Linked DNA regions of Ovis aries: region 2 is linked to region 1. The links are chromatin contacts, called in public Hi-C maps. All regions are on one chromosome and are shown on one strand. The core of a region is the stretch at or near the end of the contact, and the rest is flanking DNA. Distances in the headings are between cores, read along the strand shown.

What was found. A called contact is a pair of places that touch in the nucleus more often than the background predicts.
Region 2: a Hi-C map of liver shows a contact between it and region 1, with 5 times the contacts expected there. The contact joins two enhancer-like sites. A contact is called at or near these places in 6 of 16 Hi-C or Micro-C datasets (blood, hypothalamus, liver and 1 more).

What each region holds. Positions count from the first base shown.
Region 1 is chr21:28,870,857-28,878,760 of ARS-UI_Ramb_v3.0, reverse strand. No RefSeq gene overlaps it. Among named protein-coding and RNA genes, the nearest start is that of TRNAR-CCU, 360 kb to the left of the region's middle. Within about 2 kb of position 3,615, at least 3 of the 54 cell types and tissues checked have an H3K27ac peak or open chromatin away from gene starts, as enhancers often do. A contact at or near this core is called in liver, where this site is marked.
Region 2 is chr21:29,648,275-29,656,178 of ARS-UI_Ramb_v3.0, reverse strand. It overlaps KCNJ1 (potassium inwardly rectifying channel subfamily J member 1), which reads left to right. Exons shown (of 2, transcript XM_060404264.1): 2 at 209-2,892. The coding sequence ends at 1,348. Among named protein-coding and RNA genes, the nearest start is that of KCNJ1, 35 kb to the left of the region's middle. Within about 2 kb of position 5,223, at least 4 of the 54 cell types and tissues checked have an H3K27ac peak or open chromatin away from gene starts, as enhancers often do. A contact at or near this core is called in liver, where this site is marked.

The DNA.
Region 1 (7,904 bases), core at 2,366-4,865:
ATGAGGTTTTAAAATAATAATCATTCATTTTCTATGGAGGATACGGGAACAAAAGAATGCATAAAACCAAAAGAATAAAAATGCAAGGCTTATGTTAAGTGAGGAATTAATAAATATTGGAAAAAGATCCACTATTCCAGTTTGCTGATATTAAACTAATAGTCGTAGCTTTTTAACTTAGATAATTTCATTTTTGAAATGAGAATCATATTCTCTTACTCGGATGGTGGGACTCTAATCTTTTGCAACTGAATCATCACTTTAATTCATTACATGGGACACTAGCACAGGTTTTTTGTTTTTTGTTTTTTTTTTCTATAGGTACTTGCTAAATCCCTGTGGGAAAAAGTATTATATGCATTTGTGATAGAACTGTTTACCTTAATTTCTCTCATTCTCAGAAAAATCAGATCTTGTCACTTAAATTTCAATTTTTTCAGTAATGTTCTCAAGAGAATTTGGGAATCTCAAGCCTATTCTCTCTCACTTAAAATGCTACTTTTTAAGTTTTATTAATTATTTACTTATCTATTCATTTATGTTATTGAAGTATAGTTGATTCACAATGCCGTGTTAATTTCTGCTGTAGAGTGAAACATGAACTCCCAGATGTTCAAGTTGGTTTTAGAAAAGGCAGAGGAACCAGAGATCAAATTGCCAACATTCGCTGGATCATCGAAAAAACAAGAGAGCTCCAGAAAAACATCTATTTCTGCTTTATTGACTATGCCAAAACCTTTGACTGTGTGGATCACAATAAACTGTGGGAAATTCTGAAAGAGACAGGAATACCAGACCACCTGACCTGCCTCTTGAGAAACCTGTATGCAGGTCAGGAAGCAACAGTTAGAACTGGACATGGAACAACAGACTGGTCCCAAATAGGAAAACGAGTACATCAAGGCTGTGTATTGTCACCCTGCTTATTTAACTTATATGCAGAGTACATCATGAGAAATGCTGGGCTGGAGGAAGCAGAAGCTGGAATCAAGATTGCTGGGAGAAATATCAATAACCTCAGATATGCAGATGACATCATCCTTATGGCAGAAAGTGAAGAAGAACTAAAGAGCCTCTTAATGAAAGTGAAAGAGGAGCGTGAAATGTTGGCTTAAAGCTCAACATTCAGAAAACGAAGATCATGGCATTTGGTCCCATCACTTCATGGAAAATAGATGGGGAAACAGTGGAAACAGTGGCAGACTTAATTTTTCTGGGCTCCAAAATCACCGCAGATGGTGACCGCAGCCATGAAATTAAAAGACGCTTACTCCTTGGAAGAAAAGTTCTGACCACCTAGACAGCATATTAAAAAGCAGAGACATTACTTTGTCAACAAAGGTCTGTTTAGTCAAGGCTATGGTTTTTCCAGTGGTCATGTATGGATGTGAGAGTTGGACTATAAAGAAAGCTGAGTGCCAAAGAATTGATGCTTTTGAACTGTGGTGTTGGAGAAGACTCTTGAGAGTCCCTTGGACTGCAAGGAGATCCAACCAGTCCATCCTAAAGGAGATCAGTCCTGGGTGTTCATTGGAAGGTCTGATGTTGAAGCTGAAACTCCAATACTTTGGCCACCTGATGAGAAGAGCTGACTCATTGGAAAAGACCCTGATGCTGGGAAAGATTGAGGGCAGGACGAGAAGAGGACGACAGAGGATGAGATGGTTGGATGGCATCACTGACTCAATGGACGTGAGTTTGGGTGGACTCTGGGAGTTGGTGATGGACAGGGAGGCCTTGCATACCATGGTTCATGGGGTCACAAAGAGTTGGACACAACTGAGCTACTGAACTGAACTGAACTGAACTGAAGAGTAACTCATATATATACAGAATCGAATATATATATATATATATATATATATATATATAATCGAATTCCCTGTGCTGTACAGTAGGACCTTGTTGTTTATCAACCTACATATACCAGTTTGCATCTTCAAACCCCAAACTCCTATCCATTCCTCTCCACCCCTCTGCCTCCACCCTTGGCACCCACAGTCTGTTCCCTATGTCTGTGAATCTGTTTTTGTTTCATAGATAAGCTCATTTCTGTCATATTTTAGATCTCACATATAAGTGATTTCATATTGTATTTATCTTTTTCTTTCTGATTTACTTCACTTAGTAGGATTATCTCTAGGTCCAACCATGTTGGTACAAATGGCATTATTTCATTCTTTCTGATGGTCTGTCATTCACCTAAATTTTTAATTTCAGAAGAGGATCCAACTCAAAGCAATGCTCATTGGCAATAGACAACATCGGGGTGGGCTTGCTGGGAACATGTCTAACTGCAGAGTCTGACTTCTTTGCCGTGAAATTATCTAAGTTGAGTGATTTTTCACTTGAAGTCTTCTATTACTTATCCAGCTTCATTTTTTAAAAAAGCCTAAACATTTTTACTGCAAAGAAGTTATTCAAGTGTGTTGAAATGTCAGTCTCCCAGTGATGACTCTTAAAACAACATATTATTTCAGCACTCCCGTCCTCAAGGACCAGTTGTTTCAACATTCCCTGAGTCTCAACCCATGTCACAGCCAAGCCTTTCTTCTGCATGTGTCTGAAGATTTACAGTTCTACCCACTTGGACGGGAGACTCTGATATCGGTCCTGCCATGATGGAGGCAAGGTTAGTGAAGTTTAATTACTCTCATTATATTCACTGTATCATTCTTTCTTCATACTGTTATTATTATTATTATTTTTGGCTGCACCGCATGGCAAGTGGGATCTCAGTTCCCCAGTGAGGGATCAAACTCACACCTCCTGCATTGGAAGAATGGAGTCTTAACCACCAGACTATCAGGGACTCTCTGTTATTATTTTAGAAGAAAAGTTAGCACTGATTAAAATAAAAATCCAAATGGAAGTTCTGATTACACTGACTCACATTAAAAAAAAAAATTTCAGCCCTCCTCCAATGCATGTTTATCAACTGCCACAAACGATCATCAATTCTTTTCCTCAAGTAGTAAGACTATTCTTTTACCATAAATAACACACTCTTCAGGGTATGGCACCTTATTCAAGATTCAGAATGTATTCTATCAACTTCTGAATGTTATTCATTTTACTCCCTGACTCCCCATAGTAAGTGCCACCCATGAATTTTGATTTATCTTTGTTACAATAATAAAGTTAGGTAAACTAAAGAAATATTATGAAGCAAAGAAAATGTAAATTACTACGGCAGACACCATGGAGGAAATGCAGATCAGTGAATATCAAAGCCTGCCCTGCCAAGCTGAATAAGTCATATGTGACCGACTGTCGTAAATACTGTGAAAATGTATGAATAACATACTAGGGGAATATAGAGGGAGGAGAGATGGATTCAACAGTTTTGACGTGTGAAAGAGAGCTATCAATGCAGCCTTATAGAAAACTCACCCTCATTAAATCCTCTCAAATCCTCTCACATTTTTCCCACTTGTTCTTACAAAGATAATCTCCCCTCTGTCACAATCCACACTCACCCTACAAATTTTTGTCTGTACTTTCAGATGGGTTTCACATGCCTTTTCTTCACGTTTCACCCTCGTGACGGCCTCCTCCCAACACAGCCACGAGCGGCATCACCCTTGTGGTGAGCAGAGTACAGGCCAGGCCAGGAAGCCTTGCCTGAAAGAGGAGTTGTTGGTGGTTTGGCTGAGAGAACAGAAGGCTTGCCAAAGATGACTTTGCTGCTCGCTTTGAAAGTGATGTATGGTGGCCGCAAAGCTGTTTTCCCCAAGGGGCTGAGAAACAGTTCATGAGAAATGAGATGATGGCACGTGGAGGTTCTCCTGGGGGTCCCTCCAAGCTCACGCAGGCAAGGTACACCCTCTCTTGGCCAGAGGATATTTAGCATCGTTTCCATTGACCACAGACTTTGAAGCTCTGTGTACACTTTCAGCTGGGCTTTAAATAAAGGGCCTCCTCAGCTGTCATACTGAAAGGTTTGCAGACACAAGTCGTGGGGACCACACCTCCGCTCTAACCCACAGATGCGGCCACATCATTCACTGACTCATTGTTCTTTGTTTACAAAGTTCTTTCTCACTCTGGGGTCCAGCACTGAGCAAGGCAGTCCGTTTCTACTTGAATTCCCAGGATATTTCTGAAACTTCTCTTGCTTCTTCTTTGAGCCGTTCCTTCTATAAAAGGAAGAAGACTATCTTACCCTGTTCTCATAGAAGTTTTGTGTAATAGATGTAAAATAAACGGAGAGAAACAAAATGATAAGAGGTTAAAAAAAAAAATCCCCACTACTCTGCTCGCATAACCAAGAAAAAGACATACATCTGACCCGGCTTTTTCAAATTTAATTTTATTTAGGTATTTATTTTTGGCTCTGCTGGGTCTTCGTTGTTTTGCAAGGGCTTTTCTCTAGATCTGGCGAGTGGGGGCAGCGCTCTAGTTGCGGCGTGCGGGCTTCCCACTGGGGTGGCCTCTCGTCTCAGAGCACCGGCTCTCGAGCAGGCAGGCTCCAGCAGCGGCGGCACTTGGGCACAGTGCTTGTGACCCATGGGTTCAGCTGCCCTGCAGTATGTGGGGTCCCCCCAGACCAGGGATAGCAGCTGTGTTCTCTGCATTGGCAGCTGGATTCTTGTTCACTGTACCACCAGGGAAGCCCCTGACTTTGCTTGTTTTTAAAAAAATTTTTATTGGAGCATCATTGCTTTACAATGGTGTGTTATTTTCTGCTGTACAGCAAAGTGAGTCAGCCTTTGAATTTTGCATTACAAAAAGCGAGGTATATAGGATTCGAAAGGAAACTGATGATCTTTTGGACCCATGTATTTCTAATTCACCAAACATGTGTTTGGCACCCTCTGGGCTCCAGGCACTGGATTATATACTTGGGATTTGATTATGTGGTCCCCAAACTCAAGGAGCTCATTGAATATGCAAACAGGAGAGAGTCAACATCCCTGGGAATGCTGTAGGGTGAGTGTTGAAGCAGCTGGGATGCGTATCACCTTGGGAACCAGAGGTGGTACCCAGAGGCAGGACCTAGCTCCACTGCGCAAAAGAGATTGAATGGCTTGAGAGGAAGAGAAAATATCTGCCCTGGGTGTTTAAAGGTGAGCCCAACCATTTCCTCGGTTTATACATGGAAGCAAATGAGACCCAGAAAGATGTTGAGATAGGCATTGAGGCCTGCAGGTAACAGGTCAGCCTCACCATAGTCAGAGAAGAATAAAGAGGAGGGAGAGATGGGAAGACAGAGAGCTCAGCGGTGCTAATAGGCTGGAGCAGGCCAGGGAGGGGGTCAAGGCGGTTCAGCAACAGCAGCAACTGCTAGGAGCCCACTGGGATCCTTCAAAGGAAAGCCAACTCCAAGAAGAGATCAGAGGTGACCCCCAAGAAGGGCGTGCCAGGACTCTTCCGACTAAGCTCTGCAGGAGACTATATGCATATATGTGTGTTAATCACTCAGTCCTGTCCAACCGTTTGCAGCCCCACAGACTGTAGCCTGCCAGGCTCCTCTGTCCATGGGATTTTCCAGGCAAGAATACTGGAGCGGGTTGCTATTTCCTCCTCCAGGGGATCTTCCCCACCCAGGGATTGAACCTGCATCTCCTGTGGCATCTGGATTAGCAGGGGGATTCTTTACCACTGAACCACCTGGGAAGCCCTGAGGCACCTTGTAACGGTCCATTAAGGCTGCCCGAATGGACACAGGAGCCAGTCTGAAAGAGTTTCAGGAGTCAAATCTGGGACACTTTGAGCATCACAATGATTATGCAGGGTGGTGAACTGCAAACCATTGAAAAAATGCAAGTCCAGGCAGATAATAAGTAGAAAAATAAATAGATGGGGAGAAGGGGGGCTTCTAATTACAATAGAATACGGGGTGCCTATCAGTAAATAGAGTAGCTGATGGAGACAGGAAGTTATCACTTGCCACCATCACAGCAAAGACTGTAAAGATCAGGCAAGAATCAATCCAAACTGCACTAAACGAGAAAACGTGCTATTCAGGACCTCATTTGATGAACTCCAAATACGAACTTCCAACTACACCATGTTCGATTGACTGTGTCAGTTAACTATACCGTAATCATGTGAAAGAAGAGTCCTGGTCTTAGGAAATTTACAGTTAAGTATTTAGGAGTAAAGAACATAATGAATACAATTTACCCTGGAAATTTACTGAGAGAAAAAAAAAAAAAAGCCAAGTGAGAGTGTATAGATAGCCACATAGAGCAAATGACAAAGCAGACAGGGTTAAATGTTAACAAGAGGTGAACCTGGGCAGAAGGTATATGGGAACTTCTGTACTACCCACACACCCTCTGTGTCAGCCCTCTGGATGGCCGCATTCAGCATCCGCGGTTCCGCATCCAAGGATACAGGCAGCTGGCCGGGCTGCATCATTTTATATAAGAGATCTAAGCATTCACAGAATTTCGTGTCTGCTGGAGGTCCTGGAACCAACCTCCCTCATATACTGGGGGCAACTGTATTCTTCAGTTTTCTGTTAAGTTTAAAATTATTTCCGAATAAACAGTTTATTTTAAATGCACTGCCATATGTTAGGGAAAGTTCTGCTCCCTGGATTTCTGCAGAAGGCGAGGAGAATCCGCCGTCGGCACTGCGAGAATGTCCACCATTAACCCTCTCTCTTTGGAACCTGGGGCAGCTCCTCCCCTCTGCCTTTTGTCGGCTGGGAGACCCAGAGCTAATTAGCTGGTAACACAGTAGGTGTGCAGGAAACCTTTGTGGAAGGTTGGAGGAAGACAGTGCGATCACATCGTGGATTTCAGTTATTGCACATCGTGCAATGCAGTTAGTTATGGCTCGCTGCTCTTAACCTTTCCTAGCCGTCTGAGACCAAGGGAATAGCCTTGCACTGGCTCTGTTCCCCGACCTCTAGACTCCCACCTGGGGTTCTAAGACAGAAATGGCTACAACCAGATTTTTGGTCTGAATTTTTTTTTCTTTTTTTTTTTTCCTCCTCCTGCCCCCTGCCTCTCACTCTGCTACTGTGGCTGCTGCTGTTTAAAGAAAAGATAAGGAGACACTGCAAGTATATTGAATGCTTATCTCCAAAACTATACGAAGTGCTTTACAGAAGTAACTTTGTTTGAAGCACAACACTTAAGACGTGCGTCCTGTTTTCCAGGTGATGGAATCGTCATTAATCAGTATCTTGGCTAAGGTTTCATTCCTGGTCTCCCACACCCCTCTAATCCCCTACTACATGTTTCTACATGTAGTATGTATCAGAATGCTGACTCCCAATTCCAAAGAAGGCAAAGGAAACAAGCTTGGGGAAAGTCTGCAAAGAGAAATAAGCTTAGTGTAGGTATGGCGTTCATATTTTAAAAGTACTAGGCTTTAACGCGGAGAAGGCGATGGCATCCCACTCCAGTACTCTTGCCTGGAAAATTCCATGGACGGAGGAGCCTGGTAGGCTGCAGTCCATGGGGTCACGAAGAGTTGGACACGACTGAGCGACTTCACTTTCACTTTCATGCATTGGAGAAGGAAATGGCAACCTACTCCAATGTTCTTGCCTGGAGAATCCCAGGGACGGGGGAGCTCGGTGGGCTGCCATCTATGGGGTCGCACAGAGTCGGACACGCTGAAGCGACTTAGCAGCAGCAGCAGCAGCAGGCTTTAATGAGCATTCCTGGGACGTCTAAAGTAATGTGAGAAGAACTCTGCTGTCCTCTAGTGGACATTCCGCGCTATGACGCCCTCCAGGATAGCAATTCCGCCCTTGTGAAATCAATACTCGAAATCATCAAGAGGGGCACACAGAATCCATTTTATTTTTATGTCATATCTGGGGAAAGGGCTTTTTCAGTTCCGGACCATGCTACAGCTTCTCCTGAAAGTTAACCTTTGGTGCCAAATGCCTGTCACCATTCACACCTTCACGCTGGAGTAAATTTTTTTTTTTTTTTTAA
Region 2 (7,904 bases), core at 3,974-6,473, 780 kb before region 1:
TTTAAGCCATATGGTCTTATAGGAGAGAGTTTTTACTGGAAATAACATTGTGGGATCCAGAATAAAGTTGTCAGGTTGCCCAAGTGATCAGTCACACAGATTGTACTGAATGGCCTTTTCATAGACAGCTCTTCATGTGAGTCACTTAGCTCATTAGTGCAATACACATAATTTTCTTCTGTTTTGTCTTTTTCTGATGTGTTTTCAGATCAGTGTGTTGACAGAAAGAATGTTCAAGCATCTTCGGAAATGGTTTTTCACTCGCTTTTTTGGGTGTACTCGGCGGAGAGCGAGGCTGGTCTCCAAAGATGGAAGGTGCAACATTGAATTTGGCAACGTGGAGGCACAGTCGAGGCTAATATTCTTTGTGGACATATGGACGACTGTGCTGGACCTCAAGTGGAGATACAAAATGACCATCTTCATCACAGCCTTCTTGGGCAGCTGGTTCTTCTTTGGCCTCCTCTGGTACGTGGTTGCCTACATCCACAAAGACCTCCCTGAGTTCCATCCCCCTGCCAACCACACCCCTTGTGTGGAACACATTAATGGCCTGACCTCAGCTTTTCTGTTTTCTCTGGAAACGCAAGTGACCATTGGCTACGGATTCCGGTGTGTGACGGAACAGTGTGGCACTGCCATTTTTCTGCTCATCTTCCAGTCTATACTTGGAGTCATCATCAATTCTTTCATGTGTGGTGCTATTTTAGCCAAGATCTCCAGACCCAAAAAACGTGCCAAGACCATTACTTTCAGCAAGAATGCAGTGATCAGCAAGCGGGGTGGGAAGCTCTGTCTCCTGATCCGAGTGGCTAATCTTCGGAAGAGCCTCCTCATTGGCAGTCACATATATGGAAAGCTTCTGAGGACCACCATCACTCCCGAAGGAGAGACCATCATTTTGGACCAGATCAATATCAACTTTGTCGTTGACGCAGGGAATGAAAATTTATTCTTCATCTCCCCACTGACAATTTACCATGTCATTGATCACACCAGCCCCTTCTTCCACATGGCAGCAGAAACCCTTCCCCAGCAGGACTTTGAGCTAGTGGTGTTTTTAGATGGCACGGTGGAGGCAACCAGTGCCACCTGCCAAGTCCGGACATCCTATGTCCCAGAAGAGGTGCTCTGGGGTTACCGTTTTGCTCCCATAGTGTCCAAGACCAAGGAAGGGAAATACCGAGTAGACTTCCATAACTTTAGCAAGACTGTGGAAGTGGAGACGCCTCACTGCGCCATGTGCCTTTATAATGAGAAAGACGCTCGAGCCAAGGTGAGAAGAGGCTATGACAACCCCAACTTTGTCTTGTCAGAAGTCAACGAAACAGACGACACCAAAATGTAACACTGAGTTTTCAACAGGAGTAGAGAGAAATCTTGAAGATACCTAGTTAACTAGAAACATTATGAAACAATCAACAATTTGGGGTATGACAGAGGAGGAGAGCCTTTAAAGTCTCCCTGAACAATGCCCTGAGCCCCAAAACCATGATCCTGCAAGACACACAGCTCTACAAGTTAATTGCATGAGAACGTGAGATGGATTTACAGGAAATTGAAATATGGGAGCCATGTGCTCAGTTCCTCAGTCGTGTCCAACTCTGTGCAGAGCTCTCCAGGCTCCTCTGTCCATGGGATCTCCCAAGAAAGAGTATGAGCATGGGTTCCAGGATGGGAGCCATAGGAGCTCACATAAACTCTCCAATAGGATTATTTGAAAACATGCAGTGTTGATTGGCACAGACAAGAATCATTGAAAGCCTCATGGACAGGCCAAATGAGATCTTTTTAAGAGTCTCCCTAAAGCAATTATGAACTTTATTGAGGATCAGGGGGAAACTATATTCTTACTTTGATTCTACTGATAAGAAGGAAATCACTTTTATTTTAACATTGGCTCTTATCAAAGGAAAAGTTGCCTCCTGAGTTGGGGGAGATGAACCAATCAATGACAGTGAGAAAAGACGGATGCCCAGTGAACATTTGTGAAGCTCTGATCTTCTCCAGCCCTTATTGTTGGAGCTTTTGTATTAGTCTGGGTCATGCTGCTTTCCCAGAGCAGGGAAGACCCAGTCCATGGACCCCACATCTGTAGGTACCCAGTGAGGAGAGGAGTGTGGGACACAGCCTGCTCCAAGGCATCCTGACATCCTGCAGTGAAGCCAGCGTTTTGGCCCATGTACTTCTAGACAGAAGCTAAAGCACCACTCTAGGATCTCAATGAACACTCTCCTGTAAGAAAGGATGCTTGGTTTGAAAATAGGTTTGATATTTCTTCCCATTTGTGTTTGATGGGAGAAGGGGGCTGGCTTCAAATCTGTTAAAACAGTACTTCCTGATTTTCCAAGAAGGCAACGAGGAGTCTGACAGTGGAAAGGCAATTTAGAACGGAAAACACTGCTAATGCTTCCGAGAAAAAAATATGTCTTATGTTTTTCGCCTGAGGGTTTGTAACTGAAATGCTGTTTCTAAAGGAGAAGCATGGAACGGTGGGGAATAGGATGTGACTTCCCCATAAGAAAAATGCTAGGTTTTCCTGCCTCTGAGAGCCAACACCACATTCTTCCTCAAAGAGACCACTGTGATATCCTTATATTATGTGTGTGTTAGTCACTCAGTCTGGGTCCAACACTTTGCAACTCCATGGACTGTAGCCCGCCAGACTCCTCTGTCCATGGAATTCTCCAGGCAAGAATACCGGAGAATTCCATGGACAGAGAAGTATTTTATTTTGCTCTGAAGGAGGGGATTTAACTGTGAATGTCTTGTTCAGTTCCCCACCCCCCACATTATTTTGAATGTATTCTGGAGAGGACAGTACCCAAAACTGCATAGGAATCAAAATGTTTTCAGTGTGTTGATTAACATATTAAATCTCTGAGGCTGTGACGTCCTTTCCCCAAGTGTCAGTCATTGTGCATTAGTGTGAAAGACCAACCAGTGACAGTCTTCTTGGGCAGGGTGGGCTTTCTCCCGGGAGGCATGAGGGGTGGCCTGTTGTCTTGTCTTCAGCATCCCCAGGACATGACCTTGGGTGCAGACATGCCCCCTTCCCTAGTGGCCCCTCAAAACTCTCCATGTGAGTCTTGGCACACAGTTGCAGGTACTGATGACGAGGTTTACCCAGGCCTGGGGTGGAGATTGTACGGATGCATACACAGTCTCTGGTCCTTCTGACGAAGACGAGTGAGGAATCCGCTGGGTTCAGAGTTGTGTGCTTTGTCTGTGGCTATAATGGTGGACCCTACTGGTCCATCACTCTGTGACTGTAGGCGTGTTGGTGTTGCCATTTAATCTGCTGACAGAGCAAAAGGAAATCAGGTATAACAAGCTCGAGGAAGCTAGAATTCTCTGCTGATCCATTGCTATGAAGGTTTATGACTCCAGTGTTTTTGTAGATTGGAGCGTCTGTTCTGCTCCTTAGCAGATGCTAGGGGATGCTGGTGGTGAATAGGCAATCAATAAGGTCATCATAGGCGATCCATTCCTCTCGATTGCTAAAAGAGCAGAACCACCAGAACCTTTGCAAATGACCTTTCTTTCCAGGTTATTTGATGGAAGACTGTCTGCTTCCAAGGACTCCTTCCTTAGGATTAAGGCATTCTACCACTTGAAGTCTACTTTTTAATGCAAATTCCCATAGAAACTTTTGTTGTGGTCATTGTTGTTTAGTTGTTAAGTTTTGTCCGACTCTTACAACCCCATGGACTGTAGCCCACCAAGCTCCTTTGTCCATGGGATTCTCCAGGCATGAATACTGGAGTGAGAAGCCATTTCCTCCTCCAGGGGATCTGCCCGACCTAGGGATCAAACCCACAGCTCCTTCCACATTTCTTGCATTGGCAGCTGGATTCTTTACTGCTGAGCCACCATTGTAATCACATTTAATCTTTAGCAACAGTTGACATACTTACACCCAGATGAAATAAGTCCCTGAAGGCACCTAAGGGGTGGCTGGAACCCCAAAGCAGCCTAAGAATCATGGACATACGAAGAGAGAGAGTTATGACAGGCACAGGAACCCAGTGAGTAAATGAAATGAATAGGAGACAGAATGTTCCAGAGAGCCAACTTGCCCATAGTTTAATGCCAGTGTTAAAGGCATTAAACTTTTATTCCAAGGTGGTAGCAGGGTTCCCGGCAAGGGCTGAACATACAGGGACTGCTATTGCTCCAGGCGTGCTCTATGATTCGATTCACTGATTTATCCATTTTAAAAGGTATTCAACATTTCTTAGTCCTTTCGAGAAAAACTGAACCGCATGGTGCATCACCATATTCAAAGTGTTTTATTGGGAGGTGGGGGGTGGGGACTGATTCCCCCTGAATGGCCTGCTTATCTCCGCTGCCCTGTGGTTTTGACTTGCAGAGTCTGATCCTGGTTTAACCTTCCAGGTCTTAGGGTGGTTCAAGCTCCAATATTTAGAGTTAAGATGTGGGGGACTGTCTAAAATTTTATTCTTCAAGAGAGAAAAGGTGGAAGGCGAAGTTCCTCTCCAAGTTGCCAAATTTAAAGAGCGAGATGCTTGGCCTGTTTCCATGGACAGCAGAGCACTTCCCTGGTGGATCACGGGGACAGCTGAGGAGGTGTCTTCCTTGGAGATTTTGCATGAAACGGGAGATGGGTCCTCGACAGGGTGACTGTGACTAGCACGGGGTCGTGTCTCCTGCGCTCAGATGATCAGAATGCAAATAAGGCCTTGGCCCCGCCCCCCGGCCGTTGTCCTCCCCATTCCAGGAAGTGCATGTCAATCAAAGCTTGACAGGGGAGATAGAGCTTTTTATTTTGGAAGCCAGAAGTTTGAGAACAATGACTGGAATTTCCTCTTTCTGTCCAGCAAGGGCTGTTTGTCACTGGGGAGATAAAAGTCCAGGGGTAGGGAATAAAGGTTATCGGAATTTGCGCTGCACAGAGCGGCGTGGGGGGCGCCACACGAGGAGGGGTTATGGAGGAAATCTATTTCAATGCCTGTCATTAAGTTTCCATTAAAAGAACATTCAGTTAGGAATTCAAAAATAATTTAATCTCCCCAGCCAGATGCACCCAGCTGGACTCCTTGGAGCTGAGCCCTGCAGAGAGGGAGAGTTGCAAGGGGGCTGAGGTTGGGGGGGCGCGAGGCGCAGTGAGGGCGGGTGTGGGTCCTTCCACAACTCCTTTCAAGCAACGTCCACAGCCCTGGGTGTTGTTGAGGCCAAAGCGTCTTTTCAGGTGAGAGAGGAACCCCAAGTTTGTCTTGTGCTACAGTAGGAGAAGCTTAGTACCGGAGCTACTTCCTGAGTTCTTACTATGTCTGGGGTTCCGTTTAAAGCACTTTGTTCACACTATCTGGTCTTCCCTGGTGGCTCAGATGGAAAAGAGTCTGCCAGCAAAGCAGGAGCCCCAGGTTCGATCCCTCAGTTGGGAAGATCCCCTGGAGAAGGAAATGGCTACCCACTCCAGTATTCTTGCCTGGGAAATCCCATGGACAGAGGAGCCTGGCAGGCTACACAGTCCATGAGGTCACAAAGAGTCAGACCTGACTGAGCGACTAACACTTACTTACATACCTAACTTAATTTTCCCGATGATCCAGTGAGGTGCTATTATTTCCCCTGTTTTCCACAAGAGGCAGCCCAGGTAAGGAACTTGTCCAGAGTCACTAGCTAGTCAATGGCAGTGCTGGGACCCAAACCCACATCTGTCTTGAAAGCCCATGGGTTTAAAATCACTCAAGTCTACATCCTCTGACATGGGTCATCCCCTGGGAGGACTCGCCAGGGCTGCCCGACATCTACTTGGATCCCATGGATAGTCAGTACCCATTTCTGGTTCTGTGTCATGCTCTGGGAGAAATCCCACATTGCTTGGCACTGGATTGAGACCCTAGCCGGTGCTTAACAAGCGTCTCTGGACTTGGGTGTTCTAGGAATAGTGGTATCTCTTTAGGTCTACGCGCACCCTAAGTATCTGTACTAACTAGATATATGTTGGTTTATTTCAGTCTGTCAGTAATCCGTCATTTGAGGTAGAAACTGATATTTTCATTTTGATCGATGGGGAAATGGAGCTTTGGATACCCCTGGAGGGCAGTGTTTATATTCCGTATTCACCTCCGTGTACCTATAGCACCAACACACTGCCTCATGTAGTCAGTAAGGGGGTTTTGAGTCAGTAAATGAATGAATGAATGATTTGCTCAAGACAACATGGGTAACGGTGGCTTTCATCCTACATCTGTCCGAAGAATTTTTGACCAAGCTACATTATTCATTTGCAGAGGGTCCTTGACAAATGACTTAGCTTCATCGAGTCTCAGTTTCCTTTTTAAGTAAAAGCAAGCTTTGAAATAGGGTTAGGGGGAGGATTAGATGAAATAATAGATGGAAAAGTTTCTTTATAAGAAGTAAATGACTACTGATGTGGCATAGTGGGGTAGGAGCATGGGTCTGAAGCTGGGAGCCCTGGTACTCAGGCTAGACCCCTGGCTGCCTGATGCTTCAAGGCCAAAGGACACAGAGAGCTGAGTGGGGCTGTGACAAAGACCAGAAGCCTCCTGAACATGGCACAGGCTATGAGTTGGGGGAATTTGAGTAGAACCTTGGTACCCTGGACTTCATTTCAACCCAACAGATGTTTGTTGAGGACCTCTTGTGAGTCAGGCACTGGGGATGCGAGGGTAAGGATGCGAGGATGGTTTCTATCACTGGGATAAAGAATCCTGAGGGGCTTAAACCAGCCTGGGGACCAGAGCTAAATGGGAGAAGTGCTGAATGTGGAGAAAGTTTATTTTTGTGCCTTAGGAAACATGCTTATGTTTCCCAAAAATGGTGTTGACATTACTGCTAACAATAAGACTATTGATTATGGAATGTATAATTATTGGGAATTTAAAAAATTCTTTACAGTATATCCTACTGGGGATGTACAGTCAGTGAAGTGCTTGTAAAGTCACTTGTGGGAGTTCTTGTCTCTGCGTTGCCATGCAACAATCTGACACAGAGTTAGGTCCTTTTGTTCAAGCTTATTTCTATTTATTATTGTTGTTATTTAACACTTTTTTTGGCTGCATGGTTTGTAGGATCTTAGCTCCCCAAGCAGGGATGGAACTTGCATCCCCTGCATTGGAAGTGCAGAGTCTCACCCACTGGACTTCCAGCGCTGCTGCTGTTGCTAAGTCACTTCAGTCGTGTCTGACTCTGTGGGACCCCATAGACAGCAGCCCACCAGGCTCCACTGTCCCTGGGATTCTCCAGGCAAGAACACTGGAGTGGGTTGCCATTTCCTTCTCCAATGCTTGAAAGTAAAAAGCAAAAGTGAAGTTGCTCAGTCGTGTCGGACTCTTAGCGACCCCATGGACCGCAACCCACCAGGCTCCTCCATCCATGGATTTTCCAGGCAAGAGTACTGGAGTGGGGTGCCATTGACTTCCAGGGCAGTCCCTGCCTAAGCTGATTTCTGGAGAGGAGAGCTTGCGCATTGTTTTCCTAGATGGTTTTCACTGTTTTCTTTGATTAATCATGCAAAGACCAGTTCTATGGTTTCAAAATCATGGAACAGGGTTTAGAACACTCATTTCTATTCCCGTGGCCTCTCCTTTCCTGCCTCATATCAAGCTAACCATTCTTTTTTTTTTTTTTTAATTCTGCTGCTGTTTCTTTTTGAAAAATATAAGCAATACACACATACCTATATCCCGCTCCCATTCTTAAACAGAAAGGTAGCATTCTAGAAACACGGTTTACTTAATAATTCATCCTGCAGATTATCGTGTAAGGGCCATTGCTGATAGATAATACCAGCTCCCACGGGCTCTCCCACCACCACCCACACCCCCCCCCCCCCCCCCCCCACCACCACCACTTGCCTTCACTGCTCTGCCGCACTTGCTGGGATCTTGCTGCAGAGCCCCCTACTCTGCTGT